Regions from separate parts of the Dromaius novaehollandiae genome. Here region 1 is linked to region 2. A link is a contact called in public Hi-C data. All regions are on one chromosome and are shown on one strand. Each heading gives the region's core, a stretch centred on a gene start, on an enhancer-like site or on the middle of the called end of the contact. The rest is flanking DNA. Distances are from core to core; before and after follow the strand shown.

Region 1 (3,905 bases), core at 379-2,878, 130 kb before region 2:
CTGGGATGTTCTCTGTTCAGAACAGTAACTGTACTGAGAAGAGCTGAAAGCAGAACTGTGTGCAAGTCCTTGTGCTATTGTCAGATATCAGTTGCTTACTGGCCAGTCGCAGTGGTGTCATGTACTATTTACTGCTGCAACCTAATACTTCAGTAGAAAGCATAGAAAAGAAAGAATGCAAGCATGTGTCTCTCTTCTTGAGGTTACAAAGCAGTTTGACATGTGCAAGAAATACGTTTTTCCTTCTTTATATCTGTTGCTGAGAGGTTAAACTTCAAAGGAGTATTATTGTTAAGTAACATGCTTGAAATTTTGCTAAATCTTTGTCTTTTGAATCTGGGAGAACCCGTTCAAACTACTTCTAGATTTCTCAAGTTATCAGTCAGTTAAGAATTGCTCCTGTTACTGTGTTAGTTAACCACCTTTCAGGGACTTTTCCAGCTAGTTGGCCTGCATTAGTCTAAAACAGAATTATGGTTTCTATTCAGATTGAGCAAAGAAACTTCTTAGTAGGGCACTTTCCATGTCTTAAAGAGGAAAAAAAGTACCTTTTTTGCCTTTTGGTGAACTTTTCTGAATTAGATACAATGCAGAGGGGAAGGATGTTGGCAATTAGCAATGCTTAAAAGGGCACTGAAACCATAGGCAGCAGATGAGTGAGTCACAAAGCATGCTCTGGTAATCCAACTTATATGTGGCTTCGGTGAGGTTTTTCCAACTTGCATAGATTAATTCAATGCTCCTGAAATAGATTACACATCCATGGAGGTAGAAATCTCTAGTCTGACTGGAGGAACAGTGATGTAGGATTTCTCATGGCTCCCTGATGAAGTTTTGGAGCCAATCCTATGGGTACTTGCTCTGGAGCAAGTGGCCTAATTCAGTCTCTGACTTGGTACTTCTCTCAAACCAGCCAAAAAAGATGCTAGCTGTGGAAATAGTTCTCTTTTGGGTGTGAACTACCAAATGTGCATTAGAAACCAGCAGCTTACTGTCACCTGTCGTTGTTAAGCATGCTTTGCTTTATGTTCTCTGAAATGATCTTTGCTATGGCGTGACTATTGCATTACTATATAATGCTTCACGGTTGTGAGGCGTTTTTCTTAACAAAAGGGATTTCAATGCCAGTGCTTTACTGAATAACTCAATTTCATGCCTGCAGAACCGAGGTTGGCCAGAAGATGTCAGTTGTATTTTGTGAAAGGAAAGCTGTGCTGCTATGTTTACTTCGGTCTCTCTCACTATTAGATGCATGTTTATAATGCATGAATTTCAGGTGCTGTTATGCAAATAAAAAAATCCAAAATACATTTTAAAGGGGTTTATTAGCAGCTACCTAGTACTTCAGATGTATGATTTGGATAATCTGAGCAAGAGTTTGATTTTCAAAGTCTTTGCCAAAACCAAGTTTTAATGGCCTGAAGTACCTGAAGTGGCTAAACTTTTAGGAGAACAGTTTCCTTGTCCTAGCACTGCTAAATACAAGAACGTGAAAGTGAAGTGAAGGCACCTGCCTGAATTTCCTGAAGAGCCCCCAATTGCACAAGAAGGAAAAGCACTTCTTGAGCTGAGGAGAGCTTTGCTCCACCATTATCCGTGTGTCTAGCTCCTGCTGTCATGCAGCTCAGCAGCTGCAGATGGCCACAGCTGCCCCGTGGTTGCTCTGTGGCTTAGGTTAAGTTGTTTTGCTGTGAACAAACCTACAGCCTGGAAATTACATTGGTAGGTTCCTTGAAGAGTCTGCTGCTGTGAGGAGATGGGGACCTACTGTTCAGTCTAGGTATTCTCATAGAGATATCTTGGGCTTTTTGTTGTAAGCCGGGCCAGCTGGGATTCTGAAATATGCTGAGGGTTTGAGAAATAAATCTTGGTGTTTTATTTTTTGGTTTTATTCTGCAGTTCTTTCTTCTGGACATAGTTGTCTGCACCTGATGCTGCTGTGGCTATCAGAGCTTGCATTTCTTATGTATTTATTCTGTTGTTCTTCCCTCCTCCTCCCCTTACCTTCTTCTCTTCCCCTTACTCCATGGTTAGTTTTCTGTTTCTTGTTCTGGGCAAGTGCTTTGAGAAAAGGAGCAATTTTTTTTTCTTTTCTTTTTCTTTTCTAGCAATGTGAGAAGGAGGATATGGTTGTCTTCTAAAGACAGCAGGTGAGGAAATTGTGACACGTGCTTTCAGCTAGGTGTGCACACAAGTGGTTCTCCAAAAAGTTAGAGAAAAACCTTCTGTTGTATTCAGCAAGTGGCCTTAGGGTATGCACACGAGATCACAGCTAGTTATCCTGCAGCCTCTGCTCTTACCCTCGTGGCTTACTGTTTATAGGCGTACTGAATCCCCTGGCATAACGAATGGCCAGAATGCCTATCAATAACGCAGTGGTTACTTCCCTTTTGGCTCTGGATTTGGCAGCTTTTTGGCAGCTGTTACCTCTGACGGCAATGCCATATAGCACAACAAATATCAAAGCACTGAAGTGTTAAGAGATACAGAGTAATTGCTTTGTCCTCTTCATTATCATAGATAATAGACATGTATCTTCCTTGTAGACGAACTTTACCTTCTGTATTATTCCAGATTTTAGTTAGAGTTATGTTTGAGGCTCTGTTCCTAACCTTTTAACCTTGAAAATAAAGCATTTGGGCAATACTGGAAGCTTGACTGAAAGATTAAAATGTGGACAGCAGTGGGGTTGAATACGGTTGCAATGTTTGGGTTACAGAGTTCATCCTCCATGAACTTGCTCCACAACTGGACTTGGGTCAGGTTCTTATCTGAACCTATTTGATGATTTGCTATGTTCCCTCTCTATTAGAAGTGGAATCTAGTCATTTGGCTAGATTTTCAGAGAAACTAGGTCATGATTAAAACCTGTCAGGGTTAAGGATCATGTTGCACCTCCTTATTTTAAACAAAGCATAAGGTAGTTAACTCTCACTGTTTGCATGCATGTCGAATAGTGTTTTGTTAAGCACATAAAAGCTATGCATCGATCCATAATTCTGATGTTACCATGCATTAAGAAACTTATCTGTTTGCAAGTGTTTTTCTCTGCTGTTATATCTCCTAAAGCACATACATAGTATCTTTCTCTCATTTGCAGCGCTGTGTTTATGAGTAAGAGATAATTGCCATATCCGTTCAACTATGATAATAGTAGAGAGTAAATTCCCTGAAGTCCATGATCTTTTTCAGAAAAATGTACTTAACATCACAGAAAAGGTTACATTCATTTATTTTTACTGTGACTTTGCTTAAAATAAGCCCCATGTCTGTGAAATTCCTGGCTACGATATAATAGATTTCAGTAGTCCATAGGACTTCAAGTAGTTTCTCTGCTGCCATTTTGCAGAATAGAGTGTATGATCCTCTATAAAATCTGCAAAAACTATCTTGTAAGGGCACATTGCTGCCTTTTTCCAATTGTGTTATTAAAAGAAAAAGAGGGTTCAATTTCATGTGGACTTCGATTTCTGTGTGGTTTTCCAACCGCCTGATATAAAGGAAAATGTTCTGAGTTATCTTAATTTCCTTTTCTGGCGTGCTAGTTAATTTTTTAAGTAGTTTTTTTCAGCCAGGCTTTTAGGGGCATTCTAGTGTCATTTTCAGTGAATGCCAGTAATAAATATTTCTGCCTTATTCACCTGCCAACTCATCTTTTATTCATCCTGCTGATGAAAACAATCTCCCATGAAACTTCTGTTGCTGAAAGAGTACAACAATTTTCCCATTACAAAAGTAATAGATCCTTTTTCAGCTCAGTGTAAGAATTTTCTATTACTTTGACATGTTTTTGAAGAAGTTTGGAATTTTAAGGTTCTGACTTCTAATTAAAAGCAACAGAGAGAATGCAAACCAATAAATGTAGCAACAGGTGAATCTGCACTTCCCTTATGTTCTTACTGCAA
Region 2 (4,401 bases), core at 1,470-3,969:
AGAGAGTAGCTGGACTGTTCATACTGCAAACTATGCATGACTCCCTCCTAGGCTTTGACAGGTGCAGGAAAAAATCTACCTCCGAAATACTGTATTTGCTACCAGAAGTAATGAGTAGTTAAAAATAATCACATTTCATGCAGGTTTAAAGAGGTCTCCATATTTGGCAAATCCAAGTCAATATAATAAAAAACAGACAGATGATTCTAGTAGTGTTTACATTTATTGCTACTGGCATGTTATGACTTTGCACGCACCAACTTGTAAAAATCTCGATGTTTGAAGCTGAAATTATACTAACAGTCCAAACTAACCATATGAATGTAAAGATTTTAACTGCTAATTTTCTTGGTCAATGTGTAAAATCCATTTCTAAAATGCAGTTTATAACTAATCTTTGGTTTAGGATAGTCAGAATTCTGTTAAAAACAAGTTCAAACAAATCTTTTTAAAGATAGGCCCAGAAAAATCTTACTGTGCTATAGCTAATAAATTTAAAAGACAAATTTCATAATAGTTATATAGCTGCCTGCAAGCCAATTTCCCACATATTAATTTTTGCAGAAGTAATGAAACATTTCTTTAAGAAAATCCAAGTAATTTTATTTTGCTTATAGATACACAGACAGTGAAACACTTGCATCACTACTTATATACAAAATGTGTTTAATGAAGCATAATACCAAAGATTTCCTCATTGGGCAATTATGATCGAGCAGACAAGCACTGATTCACCACTTCCAGTAAATGAGAGTTTTCCAGAGCAGCTGCTACACGTTCTTTATCAGCAAGCTGTTTATTAACTATTCAGAAAAAAAAGATCACAAAGAACTGGTCAAAATATTGGTACACAATGTCTTTTTTAAAACATTTTACATTGAGACTGATAATCATGCTGTTGCTATGGTACTCAGGTAGACTAGTAATTCTGCAGATACCGAGCACACCACAGAGTTGTAATCTAAAGTCAAAGCTACCATATTATATCACAAGTTAAAAAAAGAGGCTATTTATAATTCAGCAGCAGTGAGCTACGCATGTGTAGCTGTAACAAGACAAGGAATTTATCCCCAGCTTCTCCTCATTTTCTGAGGCCTCCATAACCCAGGAAAATCAAGACTATTTGAGAGCACAGGCTGTCTGAGAAAATGTTTCAGGTAAGGTGCACAACATATCTAAGCTTCATTATTACACATTTTGGTTCTGTAACATCTGCTGGAAGGGGCTGGTGCGTGTAAAGTTCCAGATACTCAACAGCTGCTCTGCAGATGCAGGAGTCTCTCTCATCTCTAGTCTTCAAGATTAAAAATGTAATGAAAACCACACAACAGAGCACTAAAAAGCTTACCTGCATGCTCAGAGGCATGTGTTCCTGGTGTTATATGAACATCCACCTTAAAAGGAGCAAAAAGGTCACAAAATAAGAAAGAGAGGACAAGTCAACAACACACTGGAAGCTCAAACTCAATTTAACAAAGAAAACAAGATAATTAAAAAAAACCCAACACACACACATTCCTGTCAAAGCCAGCTACTATATATAGCAGAACAAAACAAAGTCTAACATCTGGATGCCCTTCCAGGCAGCAGCCTGCACTGCATTCTGATCTGCTTTACGCCTCCTTCAGGCAGTCGGGTGAAACACAGGCCTCTAATCCCCATTTCTAAAACTGAGATTCTCACCCTTAAGGAGTCAGAGCACCACAAAGAACTACCGGTAATTTCCCATCGTAATCCCAGTCGCCTTTGACTCGACCTTCAGAGAACAGGAATTCGGCATCCACTGCTTAGTTTAGTGCCTTCTGATCCCTGGGGTGTTTCCCTCCCCCATCATACGAGGAGATGGAGAAAAGCTCCAGTTACTTTTCACTTTAATTGATTTTTCACTCTAAGTTAGTTGTTAGTCTTTTAGAAACACACCCCCTTCTTTTGCTTTCTGATGTTGTTACTCACCTTAAATCTCTCAGGCAGAGATCTAATCAATTTTACTTTTATCGACAGGCCGATTAGCGTTGCCATGCTGCAGTGCGGGATCGTGGGAGTGAACTCCACCGCCACGGTGCTTTCAGCGTCGTTCACCTGTTGGAAAGCAAACACTCTCTACGTACACAACCCACCGACTTTACCACAAGCCAGCGGGGGGCAAGCCATGCGACACGCGGCCTGCGGCTCCGCTCTGCCGCTCATCCTCTTCTTCGCCGTCATCTGTACGCGCTGTGTTCAACGGGGCAGAAGCCGACGCCACCTCCCCCCGCGGGGCCGAAACACCGCGAGGACGAAGCCGCGCGCCCGGCCGAGCTCCGTGGGCCCCGCGAGCGCCGCCCCCGCGGCAGGGAACTCGCCTTGACGCGGACCTGCTCCACCACGTTGAGCTCCTCCAGGGTGAGCGGGTGCTCGGGGTCGTTGATGGAGCGGATGAGATGTGCCAGGCTGAGGAAAACGCGCCGCGGGCGGCTGCGCCACCCCCCGCCGCCCCGGCCCGGCCCTCCCGCGCCGCCCCCGCCCCGGCAGGATATCGAAGATCTCGCGGTCGTCGATGGAGTCGGGCAGCTCGTCGTCCTCCTCCCGCGCCGTCACCGGCCGCTCCCCCGAGCGGCGGTAGATGAGGGGGTTCGCGTTCTCCAGCGGCGCCGCACCGCCGCCCGGGCCCGGGCCCACCATGGTCGCCCCGCCCGGCACCTCTTCGCGCGGCGCCGCGAGGCGGGGGGCCCTTCCGGCGCGGCGCCGCGGCGGCGGAAGGAGCCCGGACGCTCTTCGGCGCCGCACCGCGCGCGGGACCATTGGCGGTTGGCAGGTGGCCGTTGGCGGTTGGCCGCGGGGGGGATGCTGAAGCGTTAACCCCCACCCCGCCCCCTTACCTTTCCCCCCGCGGCAACACCGGCGCTGGGTTATCTCCGCGGTTGTCGCTTGTGCCTCCGCAGGAGGGAAGCGCGTCGCGGGAGGGCAGGGTGAACTGAAATTGTGTGGCAGGTTGTTCCAGCTGTGGAGAGGCAGCGGCAGCATCTCCTGCGCGGCCTTGCAGCGGGAGCGTCCCAGGGTGTGCTGGCGGGCCGGGAGGCGGCGGGCAGCGGTTTCGCTGTTGCCTGACGTGAAACGTGAGGGCTAACGGGGGAGGGGGAATGGCTTCGTTCAGGTCGGTGGCTCTGTAAAATTTTTATTTGAGGGCCTTTGCTGCGACCTTAGTGCTTGAGAAGATAGGTAAATTAAACAGCATTTTAAATGCAAAATGGTGATTAAGATGGCTTCTGTTATCGTGTAGATAACTTGAAAAGTCAAGCTGTATATAATAGAAAACATGACAAAACATGACAAAGAAACTGATGCGATAAAGTGACTGTAATGGTGATCTACATCTTGGCTTTATAGACCCCTTTATAGTGGAGTTAAAGCTTTTTTTTACTCCTGCATAAACATCTTGTATGCAGTCATCCTTGTTGTATATTTGTTTCTCTTCACAAAAAATGATCGGCATAGGGTTTTTTGAGTAGATTTATGTTGGAACCTTCTGCTTAGTGACACATCTGACCTACTGTGTCAAGTCATAGTTACACATAAGCTACTTAACTTTATTTTTTATATATGGAAAACATATTCCTCAGGCAGAGTGAGGTAATTTCCCTGGTGGTTAATTAGAAATAAAAGTGGATTTGAAAGGAATTGAGATGTACTGCCTCAAAAGATTTAGAGGTTTAAAAGAAACTCACATATTGTGGTTCGGTTGCTTAACACTGCTTTACAGAAATTGCAGTAAATGCAGTTGTGCTTTTGCCTGCATGGAGTCTGGTGAGAACGGCGCTGCCCTAGCAGCGTGCAGTGTGCTGCCTTTTGCACTACACCACCACAGACAGAAACAAGTGTTTTTGCATGGGCTGAAACTGGGACAGCAGTGTGTTTGGTAGCACATCTCCAGAGCTGGAAAGCAGTTCTAGGAGCTAGGGAATTAAGTGATTGCATTCATTTTGTGCACAGTCCTGTGCTATCTGTGAAAAACATTTATGTAAAAGAGCCTGGAATATGCTCTGAGTTTTTTGGAAGTCATATCATATCTTGTCTCTTTTACAGATTACATGACTGAATACCAGGATCTTTTCAGTTACCACTATGGTCTGTGTACCAAGTTTTATTCCACCAATTAGCTTATCAGCTGGAATTCCTGGTACATGAAGAAATTTTGGGGTATAATATCCCTATAGTGAGGAGGAATTGGAAATAATATTTGTACACTGCTTTAGAAATGTTTGCTTGTGTGATGAATATGAAGCAGGTTTATTCATTCTGCCAACTTTGAATTCATATGGTGTAGCAGATAAAATTATTATTTGGCCTTTGCTCTTGCGGTCTTTCACTGCAGAAGCTGCCCAAATCGTCCCACTTAACCTGTTGCTGTAGAAGTTATAAATT

The links. Hi-C and Micro-C count contacts between places; a contact is called where the count stands out from the background.
Region 1: a contact with region 2 is called in a Hi-C map of ovary, with 5 times the contacts expected there. The contact joins the enhancer-like site here to the promoter of CIAO2B in region 2. A contact is called at or near these places in 3 of 4 Hi-C or Micro-C datasets (brain, liver and ovary).

Annotation. Positions count from the first base shown.
Region 1 is chr13:14,714,389-14,718,293 of bDroNov1.hap1, reverse strand. No RefSeq gene overlaps it. Among named protein-coding and RNA genes, the nearest start is that of PDP2, 11 kb to the left of the region's middle. Within about 2 kb of position 1,628, at least 2 of the 2 cell types and tissues checked have open chromatin away from gene starts, as enhancers often do.
Region 2 is chr13:14,588,734-14,593,134 of bDroNov1.hap1, reverse strand. CIAO2B (cytosolic iron-sulfur assembly component 2B) reads right to left here and starts at 2,719. Exons shown (of 5, transcript XM_064519693.1): 1 at 2,517-2,719; 2 at 2,355-2,422; 3 at 1,954-2,079; 4 at 1,349-1,394; 5 at 205-803. The coding sequence starts at 2,661. The coding sequence ends at 706.